Linked DNA regions of Rattus norvegicus: region 2 is linked to region 1. A link is a contact called in public Hi-C data. All regions are on one chromosome and are shown on one strand. The core of a region is the stretch at or near the end of the contact, and the rest is flanking DNA. Distances in the headings are between cores, read along the strand shown.

Region 1 (6,140 bases), core at 1,813-4,312:
GCATCTCACCCTTCACCTTGTTGAGGAAGGGTCTTTCTTATAGTTTCTGCAGCTCTGTATACTACAGATTAGGGTATTCATGTCTTCTAGATGATCCTGTCTCTACCTAGCATCTCTCCATAGGATTGCTATGAGCCATCTCCAAAATCTGTGGTGGTTTCAATGACAGTGGCCCAACAGGCTCGCATATTTGTTTCCAATTGAGAACCATTTGGGAAGGATTAGGGGGTGTGGCCTTGTTTGAGCAGGTGTGTTGCTGAGCATGACTTTGAAGTTTCAACAGCACGGGGCAGGCAATGATTCTCTCTCTGCCTGCTGCCTACAGGATGAAAAGCTCTTTGCTATGTCTCCAACACCACGCCTGCCTGTGCATTGCCATGCACCGCATCATACTTATAATAGACTAACCCTCTGAAACCATAAGCAAGTGCCCAGTTAAGTGCTTTCTTTTACAATAGTTGCTTTGGTCACAGCATCTCTTCGCAGCAACGGAACACCAATTTCCTCAACCCTCAAAACAAGATCTTGAAATATAGACTAGACTGGTCTCACACTCAAAGCAATCCTTCTGCCTCAGCCTCCCTAATGCTGGGATTACAGACATGAGACACCACACCTTGTTAACCTCAGTCCTACCAAGGCTGAGTAGTATTCCATTAGATACGCAGGCATGTTTCATAGATATGCAGGCATGTTTCATTCATCTATCCATTCATCATCTATCCATGGGCCTGGCCTTTATAGCATTTCTGCCTTTTAGCTCTTGTGTAGTATTCTTTTGGAAGCACCCATGTGCAAAATGTCACAACAATAGAATCCAAATCAGAACCATGTATCTGTAGGTAAATGCGTGCATGTGAAAGTGCATGATCATGTAGCTGCACATGTATGTGTGGTGCATGTCCATGTGGTTGTGTGTAGTGACCAGAGCTTAGCCTTGGGTATTGTCCCTTGAGAGCTGTTCACCTTGGTTTTTTATTTTTATTCATTTATTTATTTTTTTTGTTTTCATTTGTTTGTTTGTTTGAGACAGTTTTACTGTTAGTTAGGGCTGGCCTTGAAGTCATATTATAGCCTGAGCTGGCTTTAACTCACACAATTATTTTTGTCCCAGCCTCCCATGTGCTGGAATTACAGGCATGTGTCATCACACCCAGTCTTAAAAACGTGTCTGAAACAACTTCAATGGTTTCCTTTTCTTCCTTTTGCTCTTCCTCCCTCTCTTCTTCCTCTTCCTCCTTCTCCTCCTATTCTTCTCTTTTGGACAGTGCTGGGAACTGAACCTAGGGCTTCGCAGAGGCTTGGCAAATGCCCTGTCACTGACTTATAGTTCTGGACGTTACCTTGTTTTTGAGATAGTGCCTCTCAGTAGCCTGGCACTCTCAAAATTGGCTAAACAGGCTGACAAGTGAGTACCAGGAATCCCTATGTCTAAACCTTCCAGGTAGTGACAGGTGTGCACCACCACACCCAGCTTTTTTGACATGAGTTCTAGGAATCAAACTCAGTTCCTAGCACTTGTAAGGCAGGCACTTTCCCAACAGAGCTCTCTCTCCATCTCCAAACACACATTTTGGGAAACTCCCAATTACTGCTAATGAAATCTGCTCTAGGAGGTACCTCTAGAAAGATGACTCACTGGGTAAAGATGCTTGCAATCAAGCCCAACAATCTGAGTTCAATCCCTAGGACTCACATGGTAGGAGAGAATCAATTTCTAAAAGTCATCCTCTGACCTACACACACACACACACACACACACACACACACACACACACACTCAATCAATCAATCAATCAAACAATAATGCAATATTAAGGAAACAGCAATATCAAACCCTGGTCAGTCAGTCTGAGTCAGTCCTCAGAAACCAGTGACTCCAAAGTCCTCACTGGCTGTTTTCCATTGCCTTGTTTTGTGACAGTGTCTCACTTACATCACCCAGGCTGGCCTAGAACTCGCCATGTAGTTCAGGCTGGCCTTAAACTTGCCATCTTCCTGTCTCAGACTTACAGAAGCTACGTATCATTGCATCTTGCTAAAACCCTAACTTTACCGATGAGGAAACTGTTGAATCCACACTCTGTTATGAGAAAGCCAGTTCTTTTGACCTGGCCATGAAAATTGGGTAAAGATACTTAACTTATCCTCTCAGTGATAATATAGATAGATAGATAGATAGATAGATAGATAGATAGATAGATAGACAGACAGACAGACATGGACATAGACATAGACATAGACATAGATATAGGTATAGATATAAAGATAATAAAATAAAACAAATTTAGGGGGAGAGTTATAGGAAACATTTTCTGCTGGGTCAGGGAGCATTTGCTGCATGCTAGAGTGGATTGGAGGCACTACACAGATACATTAAATCCAAAGGGGTAACAATATAAAGCATACAGAGTGTAGCTGGTTACATCATAATTTCAGCCACAATCTATCAGGGATGCCCTCTATACAAAGAGAAAGCAGAAGTTCCATCCAATAAAACAGCCATCTGGGATTTTGGTTTGGAAAATTGTTAGGAAGGCTGGGGTATACATAGTAGGCAATGATCATTTCTTTCTGGCTATCCAATAACATCCTAGAAGCCTGATGATCATATTTCCCTGCACCTGTGCAGCTAAGCCTCATTTTCCTTGCCTCCTTTGCAGCTAGGGACCATTTCTCTGCCTCCCTTGCAGCTAGGGATCATTTCTCTGCCTCTCTTGCAGCTAGGGATGATCTTTCCTACCTCCCTCACAGCTTGAATCTTGCCATATGGCAAGCCGAGGCTGAGAGAAAGAAGTGAGTGCCAGGCATGTCCAGATTGAAAGAGGTTGGCTAGGACTCCATCCAAAGACTAGAGAGAAATAATTAACCAGTCTGCTATTTGCTTCAGTGGCAGTGGCTTTGTTGAAATAATTTTTATGTGCTTTGAGATCTGCTTTTTTTTTCTTTCTTTCTTTCTTTTTTTTAGTAGACTCTGAGCCAGATTCTCTAGCCCTTTTAGAGATTGGTATTAACCAGTACTCTTTAACACATTCTTTTTTTCTTCTCAAACCAGCTAAAAATAGTTTTGTGGTTAACAACCAAGAATTTAGACTGATTCACCAGACAACTTGATGTCGGTTAGTCTTAAGTTCAACTGTGAAGATTCGGAACACCCTCCACCCCCATCCCTGCCAAATAAGAGACTGTCTTAAATAAGAAAGTTTATCTTTTTCTCACTTAAAAGCCTCAATGAGCAGCTTTGGGTAGGCTGGCAGCACAAAGGTGTCCTGAATTTTTCTGGATGCTTGTTCTTCCATCCCTCAGGTGTGGCACTATCCCTGTGGTCCAAGATGACAACTCAAACTCCAGCTATCATGTTACCCTTCAAGGGTCATCTTGCTTTGTTTTGTTATAAATGTATCAGGCTGTGGTGTCATACACTTAAAATTCTAGCACTTGAGAAGCTAAGGTAGGAAGATTGAAAGTGTGAGTCTAACACATAGTGAAATGGTAAAAATTATCATCTTTTTTGAGACAAGGATTCACTCTAGTTCAGACAGACATAAAATTTGTAGCAATATTCCTGCTTCAGCTGGAATTACAGATGCTTGGCTGGGCCTTGAAGACCGTTCTGTTTCAATCTCCTGAGTGCTGGGATTTACAAGCCTGTGCCATTGTGTGCAGCTGGCAGTTGTCTTTCTGTATGTGTGCTGCTGCGCGTATGTGTGCACGTGCCTATGCTTGTGCGTGTGAAAACCAAAGGTCAAAGTTAGGTGTCTTCCACAATTGCCCTCTACCTTAGTTTTACTTTAGAAATTTATCTCACGAAGCTGGAGAGATGACTCAACAGTCGGCTAAGAACACTGGCCCATCTTCCAGAGAACCCAAGTTCAATACCCAGCATCCACGTGGTGGCTTACAGCCATCTGTAACTCCAGGCCTAAAGGATCCAATGCTCAGGGGACGGGGTCCCTGGGAGCACTGCACACATGTGGTCTGCAGAGATATGTGCAGGCAAAACACCCACTCACATAAAATAATAAGATATCATTTAAAATGTGGTTTATTTCTATTATTACTTTAATTATGTAGATATGTGTATATCTATTCGTGGGTATGTGTAGATGAGTGGAAGCGTCTTAGAAGATCAGAAGAGGACATCAGATCCCCTGGAGGTAGTTGTGAGCCACCCAATGTGGGGGCTGGGCTTTGAAGTCAGATCCTCTGGAAGAATAAGTACTTGTAGCCCGTGGGCCATCTTTCACATGTATAACATTCAGCTATTAGGTGGGTGCTGAAAATTCAAATTTAGGCCTTCATACCTGCGGGACAAGTACTTTACCCACTGAGTCATCTCTCCAGTCTATCTTTGTGGTTTGTTTGTTTGTTTGTTTGTTTGGTTGGTTGGTTAGTTATTGGGTCTCACTATATAGCTGTGGCTGCCCTGAAAGTCACTCTGTAGACCAAACTGGCCTCTCATCCACCTGCCTCTACCTCCTGAATACTGGGATTCAAAAGTGTTTGCCACCATACTGGACATTTCACAGCCTTAATGTTCCTTAATGTTCTTTGAAGGAACATTCTTGAATGCTTAAAGCTTAGCTTCTGGCTGGAGAGATGGCTCAGCGGTTATGAGCACTGACTGTTCTTCCAGAGGTCCCGAGTTTAATTCCCAGCAACCACATGGTGGCTCACAACCATTTGGAATGGGATCCAATGCCCTCTTCTGGTGTGTCTGAAGACAGCTACAGTGTACTCATATGCATAAAATAAATAAATAAATAAATCTTTTAAAAAAACTTAATTTCATAACTTTGTGAATTCTGTTGGAAACCTTTGAGATGGATAGTTTGAAAAGGTGACTTTGATGCCATGTATGTTAGACCTCAGTTTCTCAATCTATATTGTACTTGGTGTAATCCTGGTAGTTGGAAGGTAAAAGCATGAAGATCAGTAGTTATAGGACAGCTTTGGTTACAAGAAGAAGAAGAAGAAGAAGAAGAAGAAGAAGAAGAAGAAGAAGAAGAAGAAGAAGAAGAAGAAGAAGAAGAAGAAGAAGAGGAGGAGGAGGAGGAGGAGGAGGAGGACAACTGGGGTTACATCAGACTCAGTCTCAAAAAAAATTTAAGGGGCTGGGGATTTAGCTCAGTGGTAGAGCGCTTACCTAGGAAGCGCAAGGCCCTGGGTTCGGTCCCCAGCTCCGAAAAAAAGAACCAAAAAAAAAATTTAAAAAACCAAACCAAAACAAAAATCTCACTGCCAAGAATGTATGTGCATAAGACACCTATTGCAAGGGTGGCTGGGAACTGTAGTCTTTATATGAAGGCCAGCTGTGTGGCTAGCTATGAATTCAGGGTTTTGTTCACTAGGAAATAAAGTAAGGGCAGCAATGAAGGATAAGTAGCCTTCTCTGTCAAAGAAGATGAAGCCAAAGCAAGGCTGAATAGTCTCAGATATTTGCAACTTAATATCTTGTTTTTCAGGTCTACTGGGCCAGCCATAGACACAGCATGGGTTGCTTCATTTTCATGAATGGAAATCTTCCTAGTATTTGATTATCATGCCCCACTGTGCTGATGAATAATTATCAAGTCGACAGGATCTGGAATCGCCATGGGAACAAGCCCCTGGGCGTGTCAGTTCTAGATAGAACTGATTGAGATAGGAAACCCCACTCTGAATGTGGATAGGGCCATCCAATCTGCTGGGGTTCAGTCCTGAATGAAAAGGAGAAAGTGCTTTATGCTCCGGATACAAGCCTTATAAAAATGGCCCTCACATGCTCTTATATTTGAAAGGTTAGTCTCCAGTAAGTGGCACTATTTGAAATGATTAGAAGGATTAGGGAGGGGTTGGGGGTTTAGCTCAGTGGTAGAGCGCTTGCCTAGCAAGCACAAGGCCCTGGGTTCGGTCCCCAGCTCCGAAAAAAAAGAAAAAAGAAAAAAAAAAAAGAAGGATTAGGGAGTGGGACCACATTCGAGGAAGTGTGTCATATAACAGTTGCCTTGGCCATGGTGTCTCTTCAAGACAGGGTTTCCCTGTGTAGCCCCCATTGTCCTGGAACTTGCTTTGTGGAGCAGGTTGGCCTTGAACTTAGATATCTGCCTGCCTCTCGAGTGCTGAGATTAATAACGGTGTGTGCTACCATCCATGCCCAG
Region 2 (6,262 bases), core at 234-2,733, 38 kb after region 1:
GACACCAGGTGTGGTGGCAAACACCTTCGCCCACGGAGTCATCTTGTTGGCTCTTCAACCTTATTTTAACTTCATGGTCCTTTTAAAGGCCCTATCTCCAAATATAGCCACATTCTCAGGTTCTGGACAATGCAGCTCCAACACGGAGAGGGCACCATGACATCCTTTGTTTAGCAGCAGTGTTGTTTTTTTGTTTTGTTTTGGTTTGTTTTTTTCTGGAGCTGGGGACCAAACCCAGGGCCTTGCGTTTGCTCGGCAAGCGCTCTACCACTGAGCCAAATCCCCAACCCCTTAGCAGCAGTGTTAACACAATACCACAAACCAAGTAGCTTTAAAAACCAGACATGGACTAGGGATGTAGCATCCAGTTGATAGAGCATGTGCCTAGCCTGCATGGCGCCCTAAGGTCCATCATGGCTACATATAAACCAGGCATGGTGGTGTACACCTGTAATCCTAACACATTAGAGATAGAAACAGGAGGATCAGGCATCCCAGGTCACTTTTGGCTACAGAGTGAGTTGGAGGCCAGCCTAAGATACCTTAGACTTTGTATTAATTGTTTAACAGACGTGGATTGCCATTGCAATTCTGGAGCCTTACAGTCATGAGGATCTGAATTCCATCACTGGACCCCACATTGGACAAAACAAAACAGCCGGGTAAGGTACAGCATGCTTTTAATCCCAGTGCTGGGGAGGCAGAGACAGGAGGATCTAGACTATTCAATGAGTACCAGGCCATCAAGAAAGGGGGAGGAGCTGAAGAGATGACTCAGCCGTGACCAGGACTTCCTGCTCTTGCAGAAGACCTGGGTTCAGTTTCCAGCATCCATTTGGGACAGCTCCGGGGGGGACCTGATGCCCTCTGCTGGCCTCTATGAGTACCTGCACGCACATGGTGCACATATACTCAGTCCCTGCCCCTACAAAGGAAAAAACCAAACGGCAGAAGGTACCTGAAGTCATCCTCTAACTTACATACGCACGCGCGCGCGCGCACTACTTGCCTGGAAATCAGAGGTTGTACTTCACACTGGGGAGTGCATGTTGGCCTGGACTCATCCTAAAAGCCCAGCACTCTGAGCTCAATCTGTGCCCGTAGCTACAGATAAAGTGAAAGTGTTTCCAGTGACAACCCACCAACCCAGAGCACAAGGCTCCCTTCTCCCTCAACACAGTTCCTTCTCAGTTTGTGATCATGATGCCACCACAGCAAAGAATCAAAGAATAAGACAGACAGACAGACAGACAGACAGACGGACGGACGGACGGACGGACGGAGGGAGGGAGGGAGGGACAGAGAAATACGAGGGGGGGGGAGACAAAGAAAGAAAGATCCCTGCCGATCTGGTTTTGGTGTCCCTCCCGGCCTCTGTTTATCTGAAGGTGTATTTTTACCCAGTTCTAGGCAGAGACCATCGTGGGTTGAGCTTGCTTTACTTACAATTATGTCATGGACATATATACCCCTGCAGCCTCCGTAGCTGTTATTTTTAAGAGCTGGGTACCATTCCATCTGGGTGATCTGCCGTAACGTACTTTGCCAGTCTTCTACTTTGTGTGGCCTCTTCTCTTCCCTTTCCGGTTCTTCCTTCCTTTGCTTTAAAAAAATGTAAAATTTATTATTTCTCTCTCTCTCTCTCTCTCTCTCTCTCTCTCTCTCTCTCTCTGTGTGTGTGTGTGTGTGTGTGTGTGTGTGTGTGTGTGTGCGTGTGTGTGGTAGAGGACAGTTTTGTAGAAGAGGTTCTCTCCTGTATGTGGGTTCTAGAGATTGACCTCGGGTCATCAGGCTTGTGTGCCAAACACCTGCACCTGCTGAGCCATCTCACTAGGCATCTGGCCTTTCTTCACTGGGGATTCAAGGCAGGGGCTCTACCACTGAGCCACGCCCCCAGCCCCTCACTGGGGGATTCAAGGCAGGGGCTCTACCACTGAGCCACGCCCCCAGCCCCTCACTGGGGGATTCTAGGCAGGGGCTCTACCACTGAGCCACGCCCCCAGCCCCTCACTGGGGGATTCTAGGCAGGGGCTCTACCACTGAGCCACGCCCTCAGCCCCTCACTGGGGGATTCTAGGCAGGGGCTCTACCACTGAGCCACGCCCCAGCCCCTCACTGGGGGATTCTAGGCAGGTGCTCTACCACTGAGCCGCACCCCAGCCCCTCACTGGGGATTCAAGGCAGGGGCTCTACCACTGAGCCACGCCCCCAGCCCCTCACTGGGGGATTCTAGGCAGGGGCTCTGCCACTGAGCCACGCCCCCAGCCCCTCACTGGGGGATTCAAGGCAGGGGCTCTACCACTGAGCCACACCCCCAGCCCCTCACTGGGGGATTCTAGGCAGGGGCTCTACCACTGAGCCACGCCCCAGCCCCTCACTGGGGGATTCTAGGCAGGGGCTCTACCACTGAGCCACGCCCTCAGCCCCTCACTGGGGGATTCTAGGCAGGTGCTCTACCACTGAGCCGCACCCCAGCCCCTCACTGGGGATTCAAGGCAGGGGCTCTACCACTGAGCCACGCCCCCAGCCCCTCACTGGGGGATTCTAGGCAGGGGCTCTGCCACTGAGCCACGCCCCCAGCCCCTCACTGGGGGATTCAAGGCAGGGGCTCTACCACTGAGCCACGCCCCCAGCCCCTCACTGGGGGATTCTAGGCAGGGGCTCTACCACTGAGCCACGCCCCAGCCCCTCACTGGGGGATTCTAGGCAGGGGCTCTGCCACTGAGCCACGCCCCCAGCCCCTCACTGGGGGATTCTAGGCAGGGGCTCTACCACTGAGCCACGCCCCCAGCCCCTCACTGGGGGATTCTAGGCAGGGGCTCTGCCACTGAGCCACGCCCCCAGCCCCTCACTGGGGGATTCTAGGCAGGGGCTCTACCACTGAGCCACGCCCCCAGCCCCTCACTGGGGGATTCTAGGCAGGGGCTCTACCACGGAGTTGTACCCCAGCTTAATGAGGGATAGGAGAGAGGAAACACCATCAGTACATTTCTCGTGAATAAAATTCTCAACAAAATTAAACAAGTTTCAACTAAAAGTAGAAAACAAAACTGAAGAGACGGCTTAGTGGTTAGGAGTACTAGCTGCTCTTCCAGAGGACCTGGGTTCAATTCCCAGCACCCACATGGCAGCTCACAACCATCTGTAACTCCAGTTCCAGGGGATCCAACTCCTTCACACAGACATATGTGCAGGCAAAACACCAGTGCCCAGAAAATAAAAATAAATAAATTAGGAAAAAAAAAAAAAGAAAGCAGCCTCCCAAACAAACCCTTAAACCACCAATGCAACTTTTAAAAATGTATTACATTTTAATTTTTTTTTAAAATTATTTATTTATTTTATGTATATCAATAGCTGTCTGCAGACACACCAGAAGAGGGCATCAGATCCCATTACAGATGGTTATGAGCCACCATGTGGGTGCTGGGATTTGAACTCAGGACCTCTGGAAGAGCAGTCAGTGCTCTAACCACTGAGCCATCTCTCCAGCCCCCCATTTAAAAATTTTTTTTAACTAAAGATTTATTTATTTTATGTGCATCAGTGCATTGCCTGCATGAATGTCTGTGTGAGGGTACTGGACTCTCTGGAACTAGAGTTACAGACAGATGTGAGCTGCTTGTGTGGATGCTGGGAATTGGACCTGGGTCCTCCGGAAGAACAGCCAGTGCTCCTAACCGATGAGCCATCAGTCCCAATGTATTAATTACATTTTTATATGCATACGTATGTGTGTGGGGTTGCACGTGCTACAGTGCACATGTGGAGGTCAGGGGACAACTTGAGGAGCTGCTTCTCCCCTCCCATCATAGGGATTTGGGGGATGGATTCAGGTCGTGAGGCTTGGTAGCAGGTGTCTTGACCCACGAAGCTGTCTACTGGCTCTGGGATTGTCCATTCCATAGTTTTGGACTGGGCTTGCCCACAGAATGTCATGCTGCTGCTAAGAAGATGAAAGGGAATTACCGTGCATCTGGACTATTACACTTAAATTACAATACACGTTAGATAAGCTTCATTCAGGCCTGAGTGAGAGGGCACACAGTAGTGATCAGCACAGACAAATCAACAATATTTATTTACTTGAGGCAGGGTCTCATGCCGGCCTTCAACTTGTTCTGTAGGTAAGGATGATCTTAAGCAAAACAACCACAATAATAACAAACAAGGATCGCTTGCTGCATAGCCCAGGCTATCCTGGAACTCAGTAAGTAGACCAGGTTAGCTTCAAATTTTCTATCCTCCCACATCAGCCTCTGGAGTGCCGGGATTAGAGGTATAGGCCATCATATCCTGACCGATCAGTTGGCTTCCTCCCGCAAGCACAGGTGGAAGAGACCCACAGCAGCCTCCCCTCCCCCACAGTGACCATCTGTGCCTAAGAAAAGCTCTGACTGCTGGGCCGTCTCCGTCCTTGTGAGTCTGGGAGGGAGAGAAGAGTCTCAGATATAAAGGCCACAAGGAGACCCACACATATGAAGCAACACTGCGCGCGCGCGTGCGCACGCGCGCACACACACACACACACACACGCACAGGCACACGCACACGCACACACTCAGAGGCAACTCAAAATAGATTCTGTCTACAGCCAAAAACTGACTTACTGCCAGAATGAGGAAGAAACAGTGAAACAAGCCATTTTCCCAGACTCTCTGGGGAACACACAGATCCAGTGGCTAAGGGGATTTCAGAATCCATGAGGGTGTTGTTCGGTGGGATGCTAACGGATTGGTTTTTTTTTTTTTGGTTTTTGGTTTTTTTTTTTTTTTTTTGGTTCTTTTTTTCGGAGCTGGGGACCGAACCCAGGGCCTTGCGCTTCCTAGGTAAGCGCTCTACCACTGAGCTAAATCCCCAGCCCGCTAACAGATTGTTAATGTGGTGGGGAATCTGTCCCTATCTTCTTAAAAAACTCACCTCCCGGCATAAACCAAAGCAACAGAAGAATGAGACGCCGTGCATATTTAAGGAATGGGGGTGGGGTGGGGGAGTCGTAGTGGTTCCTAAGGAAGCAGTTTGTAAAAAAGGACTTGCAGGTGGAGCACGAGTGAGACTGTTCACAGGGTAAAGCCACCCGACAGACAGATAACCTGCTGCCCAGACAGACAGCCTGAGATTGATCCCTGGGACCCCTGGGGTGGCAGAGAGAGAACCTGCGTGCCCTCACGTGCGTACACTTGCGAGCACACAACACAACTAAATAAGACGTAAAAAGTTTAAAGTATGTACTGGAGATGGGGCTCAGTCGCGAAAGGGCCTGCCACGCGAGCGTGAGGACCTGAGTTCGGATCCCCAGAATTCCTGTGAGGAGCCTGCTGCGATGGTGCGTGCCAGTAACCCAGGTCAAAAGATAAGGTTCGTGGGTTCTAGTGACATACTAAGCTTCAAGCCCCTCACCAAACCTGGAGCTCACATACTGGCTGTACCGCAGCTACCGAGCTCCAGGTTCTCCCTGAGGTCACCTTCTCAGGGCTGGAGTTACAGGCATACGCTGGCACCCCCCGGCTTTTCGTATGTGGGTGCTAGGAACAGGATCTAACCCCGGGACTCTTGCTGGACAGAGAGCGCTTTATCTACGAAGCCATTCTCCCAGCCCCAAATTTCTTAGGAAATTTATCTCAAGATTATGGAGGCTTAGGAAGGTCACGTGTGCTGTCTGAAAGCTGGTAACCAGGAAGGGCCATGGTATGAATCAATCCAAATCTGGAAGGCTGACTACCTGAAGGACAGCTGGTTCAAGGAACGGGAGTTCTGATGTCCAGATGGTTGTCCTATTCTAGAGTGGGAGCAGGTTAGGGGGTGACACCAGACGTCTTCCTTTGACCAGATACATACACATACATACAAGTTCACACACACACACACACACACACACACACACACACCTATCTTATTGGTTCTTCCCTGTGAAGAACCCTGGCAGCCCACCATTCTTGTGCATGTATCCCCTTAGACGCATAAGCTGCATACTGGAGGAATTGTTTGTTTCTTACAAAGTTGACTACTGTCTTGCACACAGCAGGGACACATTAGCGCCTAGACGTGACTCTGACTCTCTGCTTCCCCTAGCGCTGGCCACTTGTCTTCTTGGCTCAATCTGCTTTCTGAGACCCGGCCTAAACTTTTCCTTTGCCTCTGAGCTCCCAAAGGTTAGATTTGCTGCTTAAATCATATTTGATCTCACTCAGCGCTTTTCCAGATCTGACCACTTGTCTTGTTTTGTTTACAAAGATCAAATGTGTTCTCTTGAGGGGCCAGG

What was found. A called contact is a pair of places that touch in the nucleus more often than the background predicts.
Region 2: a Hi-C map of frontal cortex shows a contact between it and region 1, with 1.7 times the contacts expected there. The contact joins two enhancer-like sites. A contact is called at or near these places in 4 of 12 Hi-C or Micro-C datasets (the A7r5 cell line, Schwann cells, frontal cortex and 1 more).

What each region holds. Positions count from the first base shown.
Region 1 is chr12:15,639,114-15,645,253 of GRCr8, forward strand. No RefSeq gene overlaps it. Among named protein-coding and RNA genes, the nearest start is that of Lmtk2, 20 kb to the left of the region's middle. Within about 2 kb of position 3,063, at least 7 of the 93 cell types and tissues checked have an H3K27ac peak or open chromatin away from gene starts, as enhancers often do.
Region 2 is chr12:15,678,213-15,684,474 of GRCr8, forward strand. It overlaps a transcript of Ocm not described here. Among named protein-coding and RNA genes, the nearest start is that of Ocm, 19 kb to the right of the region's middle. Within about 2 kb of position 1,484, at least 8 of the 93 cell types and tissues checked have an H3K27ac peak or open chromatin away from gene starts, as enhancers often do.